Regions from separate parts of the Mus musculus genome. Here region 2 is linked to region 1. A link is a contact called in public HiChIP or PLAC-seq data. All regions are on one chromosome and are shown on one strand. The core of a region is the stretch at or near the end of the contact, and the rest is flanking DNA. Distances in the headings are between cores, read along the strand shown. Region 1 overlaps Myo1f (myosin IF). Region 2 holds the start of Pram1 (PML-RAR alpha-regulated adaptor molecule 1).

Region 1 (6,331 bases), core at 3,816-6,315:
CGCGCGCGCGCGCACGCACGCACACACACACACACACACACACACGTCTTTCTAACACCCAATTTTTTTTTTAACTTGGAGATCAATAGAAGAATACACCCAAAGTAAATCTCTGGCCTCCAAGTAAACTTGAATTCACATATACATGTGTACTCATACACATGCATACTTACACAAACATATCAATGCATATATCACACACACACACACACACACACACACACACACAAGGCAAATCAGGCAGTTAAGATGTGTTAGTCAGTAAAATACTTGCCATGCAAGTTCAATCCTCAGCACTTATTTTAAAAATTAAAAATCCAGAGAAGGAGCCGGGCGTGGTGGCGCACGCCTTTAATCCCAGCACTTGGGAGGCAGAGGCAGGTGAATTTCTGAGTTCGAGGCCAGCCTGGTCTACAAAGTGAGTTCCAGGACAGCCAGGGCTACACAGAGAAACCCTGTCTCGAAAAACCAAAAAAAAAAAAAAAAAAAAAAAAGAAAAAAAGAAAAAAAGAAAAAGAAAAGAAAAGAAAAAATCCAGAGAAGATAGTCCCTGCTTGTAACACCAGTACTGGCAAAGACAAGATTACTAGGGTTCACCAGCCAGGTAACCTAGTCTACTTATCAAGTTCCAATCCAATGAGAAAATCAAGGTAGGTGGTACCTGAGGAATGACACCCAAGGTTGACCTCTGCCTGCCATACACATATATGAACACAGATGCCTAGCACACACAAAGTAAGATCAGGCTACCAAACATCTTGTCTCCCTGAGTTCATGCCACGGGCCCAGGAATCTAATCCTGGATCCTTGGTGGAGAACAAAGTTGGTAGCATAAGCTGTCCCTGTCTTTCCCACAGAGCGCCATGCAAGTCATCGGGATTCCGACAAGCGTGCAGCAGCTTGTCTTGCAGCTCGTGGCAGGGATCTTGCACCTGGGGAACATCAGCTTCTGTGAAGAAGGGAATTATGCCCGCGTGGAGAGCGTAGACCGTGAGTGTGGGTGATGTCGGGCATCAGGCTCTAGTATAAGGACTGCTTCTTCCCACTTCAAATCCCAAGAGAACCATGTTGGTGTCACTGGGGAAGCTCCTATGTCCAGAGATCCTGACCAGCTGCTTCCTTTTGCTCTGGCCTGGCAGTCTTAGCTTTCCCAGCCTACCTGCTGGGCATAGACAGTGGGCGGCTGCAAGAGAAGCTGACCAGCCGTAAGATGGACAGCAAATGGGGTGGACGCAGTGAGTCCATTGATGTGACCCTCAATGTGGAACAGGCAGCCTACACTCGTGACGCACTGGCCAAGGGACTCTATGCCCGCCTCTTCGACTTCCTGGTGGAGGTGAGTAGGACCAGTCCTGGGAAGTCTGACAGATGCCTGGTGCTTAACAAGCCCATGGAATTTGAACCCACAAATGGGAAGGTAGGCTTTATTTGTCCGTCTCACCAGTTCCTGAGGATACACACTCACATGCAGCTTTCAGCTTGGACAACCTACAAGTGGAGGGACTGCTGAAGCCCTCCCAGTCCCATCACAGCAAGGGAGATAGAGCTGGATGGGTGCATTTGAGAGCTACGATGGTTGTCAAGGAGACATAGGGATAAGTATGGAGTTGGGTGGAGTGAGTTGAAGGGGACATTATATGTCAGGGCCAGTGATAATCACACTACTAACAAACATATAACACTTAGTGGAGCCAGATATGGTAACACACACCAGCACTCATGAGCCTGAGGCAGGAAGATTATGAATTGAAGGCCAGTTTAAGCTGCATAGAATGACCCTATGGTTTTCCATTTATTTGTTTGCTTATTATTTTGAGATAGGATCTCCCAACCTGGAGTTTTCTATGTAAGTCAGGTTGCCCTCAAACATACAGACATCGGCCCACCTCTGCCTCCTGATTTCTGGGAATAAAAGTGTGTACTACTGTGCCTACTATAAGTAGAGGTCTGGGGCAAGACCTCAGTTGATAAAGTGCTTGTTTTTCAAGCATGAGTATGTGAGTTCTGTCAACAGAACCCATATTTTAATTTTTATCACGCCTATGTATTTACTTTGTGTGCATGTGTGTCTGAATGCTGCAACATGTGTGCATGTGTGCATGTGTGTCTGAATGCTGCAACACGTGTGCATGTGTGCATTGTGTTGCATGTGTGTCTGAATGCTGCAATGTATGTGTGGATGTCAGAGATCAACTTGAGGGGTTTGGCTCTCTCCTTCTGCCATGTGGATTCCTGAGATCAAACTCAACATCATTTAGCCTATCATCAGCATCTCTATCCACTAAGCCTCCTGCCACCCCACAGTTTTAAAAGCCAGGCATGAGTCTGGATAAAGGATCTCATCAAGCCTGATGACCTGCGTGTGAATCCCAGAACCCAGAGAGAAGAGACTCCTTTAAACTATCTTCTGGCCTCCTTATGCACACTATGGCATGCAAATGTATGCACTTTAGCACACACACACACAGATACACATACATACACGAATTAGGAAAAAGGAGTTTTTAAAATATAACAAGAAGGTGGTGACCAGTGGCATGGGTTTGGCCATGTGTCCACTGGCCCCATTTTTACCCTCCCATAGGCCATCAACCGTGCCATGCAGAAGCCTCAGGAAGAATACAGCATCGGCGTGCTTGACATCTACGGCTTTGAGATCTTCCAGGTTTGGCTCTGGCTGCCCCTCACCCTCAGCCCAATCCTGTCTGTCTGTCACCTAGGCTCACCCAGTATTTGCCAGAGACATTGCATAGCCCACTAACAGAAAGGCCCTTTCCTCTCCTCCACAGAAAAATGGCTTTGAGCAGTTCTGCATCAACTTCGTCAATGAAAAGCTGCAGCAGATTTTTATTGAGCTCACGCTGAAGGCAGAGCAGGTGGGCAGGGCAGCCAAGTGTCACAAGACAGCACGTCAAGCCTAAGGGTCTCTATGCCACTGAGGACCCCCACACACAAATTCATTCCACCTCTCTCTGCTCGCTGCATTAGATTCAGCTTCCTGCTACTATAACAAAATACCACATATAATTTATAAAGAGAAAAGGAAAGCTAGGAATGCCATTCGGTTGGTAGAGCGCACTTGCCTAGCATGCATGAAGGTGTGAGTTCCATCACCGGCTGCATAAACTGGGTGTGGTGCTGCATGCCTTTCATCCCAGCACTCAGGAATTCAAGGTCATCCTTGACTACATAGGGAGTTTGTGGCCAGCCTGGAATAGGAGTGGGGAGAGAGCAGGAGGAACATGCAGGGCATGCCTGAAACCAGAACATAGAGGTTGCTGCTGAGGCAGAGGTGGGAATCCAATTTAAATAAGAAACATAGAGTTGTGTGTTGTAGTGCATACCTTTAATCCCAGCACTCACTCAGAAAGCAGAGGCAGGCAGGAGCTCTGTGAGTTTGAGGCCAGCCTGATCTAGAACATCCAGGGCAACATAGAGAGACCCTATCTCAAAGAAGGAGGAGGAGGAGAGGTAGGAGAGAGGAGGGAAAAGAGGAGGGGGGAGGAAGAAGTGGAAAGAAAGAAAGAAAGAAAGAAAGAAAGAAAGAAAGAAAGAAAGAAAGAAAGGAAGGAAGGAAGGAAGGAAGGAGGAGCTAAAAAAAAAAAAACAAAAAAGAAAGGTAGAAAAAAAATACAGTTGTTTGAGCAACTGCTTTGTGCCAGGTAGCAATCGACACATGGGTAGAGAGCTAGGGGCAGCACAGAAATCGCTGCCAAGAACTCTCAAGTGTACAGCTCAGCAGTAGAGTAGCCTGACTTGCTGGATTCCAACCCCAGCATCTGAAAAAGAAAATAAATCTGCTTTGATTTTTTTTCTCCGTCTTAAATGCAGAGTCTGAGGCAAGGGTTTAGCACAAATGATGTATTCTGGAGGTGCTCATACAAAGCAAAGACAATGAAAAAGTGATTTAAAATAAATATTAGAAGAGCACAGCCTAGGGATGTAGCTCAATAAGTAGAGTAGCTTGCCTCCTACATGCAAAATTGTGGATTCCATCCCCAGAACCATTATAAACCAGGCGTGGTGGTGCACGTTTGCCATCCCAGCACTCAGGAGGTAGAGACAAGAGGAGTTCAAGGTCATCCTTGGCTACCTATTGAGTTCAGGGGTAGCCTGAGCTACATAAGACCTATCTCAAAAAATAAAATAAAGGGATGGGTATACCTAATCCTGCTGGGATTACATATCCCAGGGTGGGGTGGTACCCAAGATAGGCTCCAGCTTCTCTGAGAAGAGAATGGTGGGAGGGGTTTGTAAGGGTGGGACTGGGAGGAGAGGAGAGAGGGGGACTGTGTTTGGGATGTAAAGTGAATAAAAAAAAATTATTAGAGAGAGAGAGAGGGAAAAAAAGCCCAAAGCTCAAATAAGGGTATTAATTTACAACTCCTGCTGGCTGTATGTCAGCAGGACCAGAGGCAGGGATATCCTCCCAAGGAAGAGTGATGAGATGGAGAGGCAGGCTCCACACTGTCTTACTGCCCCCCACCTCCAGGAGGAGTATGTGCAAGAGGGCATCCGCTGGACCCCCATCGAATACTTCAACAACAAAATTGTGTGTGACCTCATCGAAAACAAGCTGGTGAGGACTTTAGGAGGGGGCATTACAGGGGACTCCAGAGCTAAACCAGTGTATCTGGAAAGGGTTTATGATATCCTGAGGGGTGAGGAGAACCCATATTTGAAATATATTTCCAGCCACCCATCCATTGATTCTTCTGCCCACCTTTCTTTTATTTACTCAACATTCCCATTGGTAACATTTTCAGAGTCTGGTAATATCCTCCAAGCAATATCAACTTGGGGAAGGAAAAGAGGCACGGATTCCCTGCACGCCAGAAGTGGGAGGAGAGGAAAGACAAAGATGGGGGTGTGGGGAAAGAAGGAAAGGGAAAGGGGAAGAGAAAGAGAAAAGAAAGCGATCACGTTTTGAGCTTGTATTTAGGAGTTCCCTCCCAGGCCCCGGCTCAATCAGGGAGGACCCCAGCCAGGCTGAGCCGGACCTCTGCTCCTCTCAGAGCCCCCCAGGCATCATGAGCGTGCTAGATGATGTGTGTGCCACGATGCATGCTACCGGTGGCGGCGCGGACCAGACACTGCTACAAAAGCTGCAAGCGGCAGTGGGCACCCACGAGCACTTCAACAGCTGGAGCGCGGGTTTCGTCATCCATCACTATGCAGGCAAGGTGCGTGGAACTCCCTTCTAAGTGGGCGCCCCCTCACAAATCCCTGTCCAGTTTGCAAACTTCCTACTCCTCTGACCAAATTCCTCTTCCAGAGGGGCCCCAGCTAGGATTGTCCCAGTGGCCCAAAGGTCTTCCGAAATCGCCTAGACACCTGCCTCATGTCCCCTCTGCCAGAGCTACAGACACACACTGGCCTCTAATCACAGTTTACCTAATTAGCAAGGCAGCTCCTAACAGACAAGATGGGTCTTCTATGCTGGCACACACACCACAGTGTTCAATGTTAGCTATAAGTCTCTGACAAAAAAAAAAACCTGACCCACAGTTCCCCAAACCCATCACAAACAAACAAAATGGCCGGGCGTGGTGGCGCACGCCTTTAATCCCAGGACTTGGGAGGCAGAGGCAGGCGGATTTCTGAGTTCGAGGCCAGCCTGGTCTACAGAGTGAGTTCCAGGACAGCCAGGGCTACACAGAGAAACCCTGTCTCGAAGGAAAAAAAAAGGGGGGGGGGGGCTGGAGCCCGTCCACCTCACGCCTCCCAGAGGCTACAGAAATCTCTTAGTTTCTGACCCAAGCTATAGCCACCTTCCCAAGAGATTCCTTGCTATTTCCGCCACCTCGGCAGGGGTAGCAAATATTCCCAAATGTCCTCAGCCAGGGCTGCCAAAACCATGAGCAAGACCTCTAAAAGATCCCACTTAAAATAGCAACCCCAGGGGGCTGGAGAGATGGCTCAGTGGTTAAGAGCACTGACTGCTCTTCTGAAGGTCCTGAGTTCAAATTCCAGCAACCACATGGTGGCTCACAACCATCTGTAATGAGATTTGACAGCTTCTTCTGGTGTGACTGAAGACAGCTACAGTGTATGTAGATATAGTAATTAAATAAATTTAAAAAAATAGCAACCCCAGCTGAAGCCCCATTCCAAAAAAATAATCTACCACCAAAATTCCAAATCACCCCCTGATAGCCACTCACATCTACAATCCCAGAAACAGAAAGAGCAGACCATCCTTGGCTATATAGGGAATTTGAGGCCAGCCTCTAATTCCAACCTTCCAGGGGCAAAGGCAAGCAGAGCTCTGTGAATTCAATGCCAGCCTGGTCTACAAATAGAATTACAAGCCCCAATTGGCTACACAGTC
Region 2 (6,849 bases), core at 23-2,522, 52 kb after region 1:
CCAAGTGCTGTTTTATGAGATTCTAGAAATCAGATTTAAGGCTTTGTACATGCTATATAAGTACACTACCAACAGAGCTACAAACTTTGGATTTAGTTTATGTTATCTTCCTTCACAGGGTCTCAACTTTCCAGCCGGGGGATGGTCATGCACTTAATATCCTCTTCTCCCACATGCGAGGATTACGGATGTGTGCCACTATACCTGGGTAGAACATGTACTTTTTTGGTTACGTTTCTGAGTCAGGGTCTCATTATGTAGTGCTGGCTGGCCTGAAATTCACTATGTAGATTAGGCTAACCTTGGAAATGTAGTGAACTTCCTGCTTCTGCTGGGATTACAAGTATGCACCACTACGCCAGTTGCTTAGAGCATGTACTTTGTGACTCCAGGGACATAGACACATGTACACTCATCTATACACCAGAACCATCCTGCTAGGGTGTAAGTAGTCCTCCTCCTTGGACCACATCCCAGACTGGTGACATCAGAATCTCTGGAAGATATTTTTTTAACAGCTCAAAGAATTCTATTCTGTTCCCAAACTGAGAATCATACCTCTGAACCCTGCTGAGTGTTCTTTGTTCCTGTGGACTGAATCACGTGTCAGGGCTCTCCTTTCCTATATCTACCTTTGTCCCACTTTGGGCTTCATTTTCCTGCAATCCAGTTTTCTTGTTTCTCCTCTCTCTGCTTCCTTTAACCACTGTGAACTTGAGAGGTCCTAAAACCCCATACCTTCACAGCAACAGTGATGTCCCTTCAGCCCAGGACTTAGACATCTTTTAATGCCACCCACCCATAAGTCTGCTTATCCCAGTTGATGATGCTTTGGGTGCATAGCCCTGGCTGATGGGGCATTTGTCACCTTAACAGGGAAGTCCTGTTGAGAGTACAAATGGTGAAACAAGGTAGATGAAGCAATACAGGAGGACAGATATGTCCTCACCATTGCAACAGCCATATCCTAGGTCTACCTCTTTAGAGACGTCTTAAGACCCAGAGAAAGCCATAAAATCCCCACTAAGGTGCTGTGACTGTCCTGAGTTTGTCCTAAGCTTGCCTCTTCAGAGACAAAGCTTGTCAGGACCCCAAAGTGTTAAAACTAAGGGGGACAATAGGGAATCAAGAGGCTAGTAGGAGCTAGGAAACTTGTGCTTTATAGATGTGCTTAGGTCTAATGACCTGACTTTGGGGACAGTAGTGGACAGGCAGGAACTCAAGGAGGGGACAGAAAGGCTATCTCCGCCTCCTTCCTCCTCTGCCCTCCCCAGCCCAACAGCTCCGACTTGGTGTGTCAGCCCGTGGAGCAGAAACCACACTTAACTTCCTCAAGGCAGAAGCCTAAGCTCAGAGCTCATTCACCCTGTGGTTCATCATCCCCTGAAGCCATGGTGAGTCCTCAAGCCCCCATTGGAAGTTCATTCAGGTAACAAGGGTCCCAAGTAGAAACTGGGGAACTGGTAAATATGCCCTCATGGGTAACCTAGCAGAACAGAGCTAGAACAGTCTTGGGGATGAGATGGCACAGGAAAAGATAAGAAACAACCAAGGCATAATAGCTTGAGCTCTTGTGGACCAGCTTTGTATCTGTGACTGCAAGGCAGTGTGGTGCTGGTTGGGTCTGCCTGGAATGATATACCCTCAATCCAGGTCAGCAGCTGGGATATAAGCAGAGGTTTCCTGTGAAGTGATTAAATGGGTCACGCACCTGCTACACCAGTCCCCATCTCCAGTCCGTTACCCAAGCTGTGCTCTGCTAAACCCTTCCTTATCTACCCTTGTGGTCATCAACTCACTTAGACTGGGGCTTCAACAAAGAAATGTCTGACCCCAGGCAAGAATTGCTTCCTTCCCAGAGATCCTTCTGAGTCCATCTCTAGATAGATTTACAAGGTTCTGTCCTCTCTGTCCTCCAATCTTTTTTACCCTTGGTGAAGATAGGCTGGGGATATCTACCAGCACCTATGGCAAAGAGCAGGTCAGACTTGAGAGCACCAGAAATGTTCTAAACATATCATATAGTGCCTGTACATTTGGGGAGCCTCCCTTCTGGTCCTCATGAGACATGTCAGGGACTATGACACCTAATACCCACATCTTAGATAGATGTATGTAGAGCTTGTTAACTTAGTTAGAATGGCTAGCCAACAAGCCCTAGAGGGCCTCCTGGCCTAAGCTCTCCAGAGCTAACTAGGATGACAGGTACTGCTCCTGACTTTGTTATGTATGAGTACTGAAGCTAGAACTCAGGCTTGCATGACAAGTACTTTACCTACTGAGAAATCTCTCTAGTCCCCCCAACTAAATTTTAACAATTTATAGTCAAAATGGGTATGGTGGTATACACCTGTAATGCCAGCACTCAGATGGCTGAAGCAGTAGAACTGTTGAATCCCAGCCTGGGCTACATAGTGAGAAACTGACTTAAAATAAACAAAAAACAAAAAAAGGAAAGGAAAGGAAAAAGGAAAAAGGGAAAAGGGAAAGGGAAAGGAAAGAAAAAGAGAGGGGGGCGAGGAGAGGAAGAGAGAAGAGGAGAGGAGAGAAGAGAGAAGAGAAAAAGAAAAGCAAGCAAGCAAGCTAAACTAATGGTGGCACACACCTGTAATCTCAGCACATGGGAGGCAGAGGCAGAAGGTTATCCTCAACTATAAAGCAAGTTTGAGGCCAGCCCAGGATATATGAGACCCTGCTTCAAAAAACAAATTAAAAAAAAGGAGGAGGAAGAGGAGGAGGAGAGGACGATGACAAAAAACCCTCATCACTGGGAAGATATAGTTCATTGCTAGAGCTTGTTTAGCAAGGTGCTAAGTTCCATCCCTAACACCACAAAAATAAAAATCCTCAAAACAACCCTAATATAAGAACTAATATAAAAAACTTCATAGGTAATGGGAGACAAAGAGAGTAGAAAATGTTGGTGACTGTGGGCAACTGGGAAGAGAAAACTGATTTAAAATGGGGTTATCTCCGAGGTCACCCTTAAGGAGCATTATCATAAAGACACAGAGGAGGAAGAGGAGAGACCCATGCATTGAGTGGTATGCATTACAGACAGGACAGAGGCGGGGTGGGGGGACCACTGCTGAGTCATTCAGGGACTGTTTGCTTTCCTCAGAGATGAACTCGCTGAGAGATTGGGAGCAGACACTTTATAGGCCTCCTCTAGGGCAGCAGACCACGGAGGAGGAGCCCATTACAGTGATCTGGACTGTGGAGGGCAGTTCCTCTACTTGGGGTGACAGTGAGAAGTAGTTGAATTCCGGATGTATTTTGAAATCAGGAAAAAAAAAAAAAAAAGGACTGGGGAGAACCGGTGATCAGGCAGAGGGCAAAGAGAGGTCAAGGGGGAGCAGTGGCACAAAGCACAAAGGTTGAAGATATTGTTGATCAGAAGCGTGGGCCATGGGCTAGTAGAAAGGAATAAGTAGTTAGGTCCTGTTAGAGGTTAGACACAGCTTAGGTGGAGGAGTCTGGAGGGCGTGGGTTCCAGGAACCTGGGGACAGGAGTAGTTCTTACCCAAAAAGAGAAGCTGAGATTGGGGAAGAACCAAAGTTAGAATGAGAACCTAAGGGAAGAGGAGGGTGATGGGTTTGTGTGCCTGTGACCAACTGTAACCGTTTCTCCATCTGCCGCCTTGTGATGAGAGCCTTCCTGAATGACCCATGTCTTTTAGGGGAGCAATCAGGACTTCCGAAACCTCCAAGCTAAGTTCCAAACCTCTCAGCCAGAACTTGGAGAACTGTTCAGAAAAACCCCAAAGCCTGAGTTAAACAAAGTCCTGAAGAAATTTCCACAGACTGAGTTAAGTGAGCAGCCCAAGAAGTCCTCACAGTCTGAGCTCAGTGCAGTGTCTTTGAAACCACTGCAGCTGCAGTTTGCAGACCTCCCCAGGAAGCCCCCACAGCCTGGAGTTCTTAAAAAGTCACCACAGCCTGAGTTCCCTCATCTAGCCAACAAGCCTGTACAGGCTGAATTCCCAAGGAAGCCTCTACATCCAGAGTTCACAGGTCTCAAAAAGCCTTCCCAGGCTGAGTTCACAGATCTCAAGAAGCCCCCACAGCCCCAGTTTGCCAGCCTCCCCAAGAAGCCCCCAAAACCTGAGTTTGGAGAGCTCTCCAAGAGACCTCCACAGCTTGAGACACCCCAGGAGCCTAGTGCTCCTCCTGCCCAGAAGCTCCTGAAGCCCGAGCCTAACAATCCTGCCAGGCCTCTAGGAGAGCTCAAACCCAAGATGTTTTGGCACCTTGAGGCCAATGAGGCACCTAAGAGGCCCTTGCCATCTGAATCCAGTACTTTTCCCAAGAAGCCACTGCAGCCTGAGGCTGTTGTTGGTTTCTCTAGGAAGTCCCAGCCACAGTCAGAGTCCATCGAAGTTTCTCAGACATCCCCCTCTAAGTGTGGGTCCAGGGAGCTTGACTCTCACTCCCCACAGCCTGACATCAGTACCTTTCCTAAGAACAATGAGAACTTTAGGAAACCTTCATATCCTCAAGCCACTGGTTGCCCCAAGTCCCCAAAGCAGCCCATGTTCTATGAGTTCCCCCAGACACCCCCTCGGAAGCCTGAGTCATGTAACCCCCAGTCTCACTCCCCGCTGCCAGACTTCAATGCATTCCCTAAGAAGCATCCACAGCTCCAGCCAAGTGACCTTACCAGGGCATCCTCGGAGCCTGAAGTCTGCAAGGTTCCCAAAAAGACTCAGAAGCCAGACCCCAATGTGCTTTCTCAGAAGCCCTCACAGCCAGAATTGGGTCACCTCCCTAGAACATCCTCGGACCCCGAGTTCAACTCGCTCCCGAGGAAGTTTCTGCAGCCTCAACACGGCAAGTTCTTCCAGCCTGAGTTCCCCAAGGGTCTGCCTAGAAAGCCCAAGCTTCCTGGTTCAGTGTCTGAATGCTCCCTGCCCTCTGCTAGTGCGGGCTCCAGCCCCCAGTGCCCTCTCAGCCCTGGGCTTATAGTCCCTGGGATACCCCGCTGGAGATCAGAAGACTTCCAAGTCCAGCGCCCACCCCGACGGCGGCCCCTGCCCTCAGCCAGCAGCCTGGGACACCCCCCAGCCAAGCCCGCACTACCACCTGGCCCCATCAATATCCAAAGCTTCAGGAGAGCCGCAGCAACAGCCGCAGGTAAGGCTCAGGCAGAAGAGGGTGCTAAATATCTGCGCAGAGCCATTTCCCTTCCTTGCTCTTTCCTCCACAGCGGTACTGAAGACAGGCTCTTCTACTGGGACCCACTTCCAAGCTCAACAACCTCAACATATTGCACAGTGAGTGTATGGAGAGTGGGGTCAGACATGGGTGTAAGGCTAAAGAAAGTCCTCATTCTAAGTATCCTTCCAGGAACCCGGATGAGATCTACGAACTGTATGATGCTGTGGAGGCCACAGATGACTCTAGTATCAGCCCCAGAGGCAGAGGTTTGTAGGTGGTCTTGGTGGTTGGCCTGGGCACCCATGAAACATTAATTGCAAAAAGGCATTCATTCTCTCATGCCCCAGGTTTAAGACCACGAAGTGATCCATACAGGCCAGATGGTGAGGCAGGGAAAACCCAGAGGTACCCAAGCAGCCAGGTTTGCTATAGGTAGAGGCATGGTCCAGTGAGATGACAAGAGAATGAACAGCAATGAAAGAATTGAAGAAATCAAAGTTGGCAAACAAGGCTAGACAGTGTGAGTGAGATCATGGTATGGCATGTTCCCTTTATAAAGCCTAGCACTCATGTGCAGAAGAGACATGGCAGAGTAAGGCATTAAGGTTGCAAAGCTGGGTACAATTAATTATAATGCACACCTGTAACTTCAGCATTTAGAAGGGGGCAGGATGATCAACCTTGGCTACTTAGCAATCAAGACCAACCTGGATTAGATGAAACCTTGCAACAAAACCAAAGCAAATCCTACCCATCCTGTTCCTTGCAGCCCATCCTAGGAGGATGCCCCAGCAAGATGTATCCCTGAAATCAGTTTAGGCTGGAGCAGTGTGGCAGAAGGTTCTTTTAAGTCATTTCAAGGGGCTCCAGGACTGGTGCCTCATGGTAACATGAGTTTCTATGAGAAAACTGCGATTCTGAAGCTACAGCCAAGGAAGGTACCCCATTACCAAATTCAAATATCTAAGACTAGGTCAACCAGTTGATTCCATCTGTTGGGATTCCAGCTGAGCTTCCCTTCCCCTGTCTTACTGGGCCTCCTAGGAGGGGACTCTAGGCTTTGAGATCCACTTGCTCTTCCGGTCCCAGGTGGAGGTCCTCATACAAAGCCAGGTGCCTTCAAATTCTCCTGCCCTTGCTCCTTCCTGGGTCCCTTTTGTTTGCTTATCGTAGTATAACTGTGACAATATTTGCAATACTTCCTTTAGTTCTTCTTTATTTCTTGAGATAGGGTTTCTGTGTAACAGTCCTGGATATCCTGGAGCTCACTCTGACCAGGCTGTCCTTGAACTTGAAGATCAGACTGCCTCTGCCTCTTAAGAGCTGGTGGTAGTTTCTTACCTCGCCCCCTCATGCTTCCATTGAGAAGATACTCTATGGGTTTTATTTTGGGGGGAGGGGGTGAGGGGTTGTTTTGTTTTTTTGATAGGGTTCAGCTGTGCAGAGAGGCTGATGAGATCCTTGACTACTATTTCCAAGGACTGCTTTTCCTAAATAGACCACACCCCTGGCCCCCAATGATTTTAGTAACATCCTCCCGGTTTTTATCCACCTTTCTTCAAGATGATAAAATTTACCAGACTTCTTTGAGTTTCTTTCAGTGGAACATGGTGTGAGCCTTCCTCTGGGCACAGAGCCTCTTAAAGGCTGCTGCTTTGAGCATTTCGGTGATCTTTCTAGTACCAGAGTGGC

Evidence for each region. HiChIP or PLAC-seq counts read pairs in DNA pulled down with a chosen protein or histone mark.
Region 2: an H3K27ac HiChIP or PLAC-seq map of embryonic stem cells shows a contact between it and region 1, with 7 read pairs. The contact joins the promoter of Pram1 here to the enhancer-like site in region 1. A contact is called at or near these places in 2 of 39 promoter capture datasets (macrophages and neutrophils), 7 of 484 Hi-C or Micro-C datasets (ECoMG-derived neutrophils, Th2 cells, embryonic stem cells and 3 more), 4 of 115 datasets of contacts at active chromatin or transcription factors (the HPC-7 cell line and embryonic stem cells) and 3 of 9 other capture datasets (adipose tissue, liver and pancreatic islet).

The regions. Positions count from the first base shown.
Region 1 is chr17:33,581,101-33,587,431 of GRCm38.p6, forward strand. It overlaps Myo1f (myosin IF), which reads left to right. Exons shown (of 28, transcript NM_053214.2): 9 at 858-990; 10 at 1,140-1,336; 11 at 2,585-2,665; 12 at 2,790-2,876; 13 at 4,493-4,579; 14 at 5,016-5,183. Among named protein-coding and RNA genes, the nearest start is that of Myo1f, 29 kb to the left of the region's middle. Within about 2 kb of position 5,066, at least 6 of the 459 cell types and tissues checked have an H3K27ac peak or open chromatin away from gene starts, as enhancers often do. A contact at or near this core is called in embryonic stem cells, where this site is marked.
Region 2 is chr17:33,636,784-33,643,632 of GRCm38.p6, forward strand. It overlaps Pram1 (PML-RAR alpha-regulated adaptor molecule 1), which reads left to right and starts at 1,273. Exons shown (of 10, transcript NM_001002842.2): 1 at 1,273-1,394; 2 at 3,681-5,133; 3 at 5,207-5,273; 4 at 5,347-5,423. The coding sequence starts at 1,392.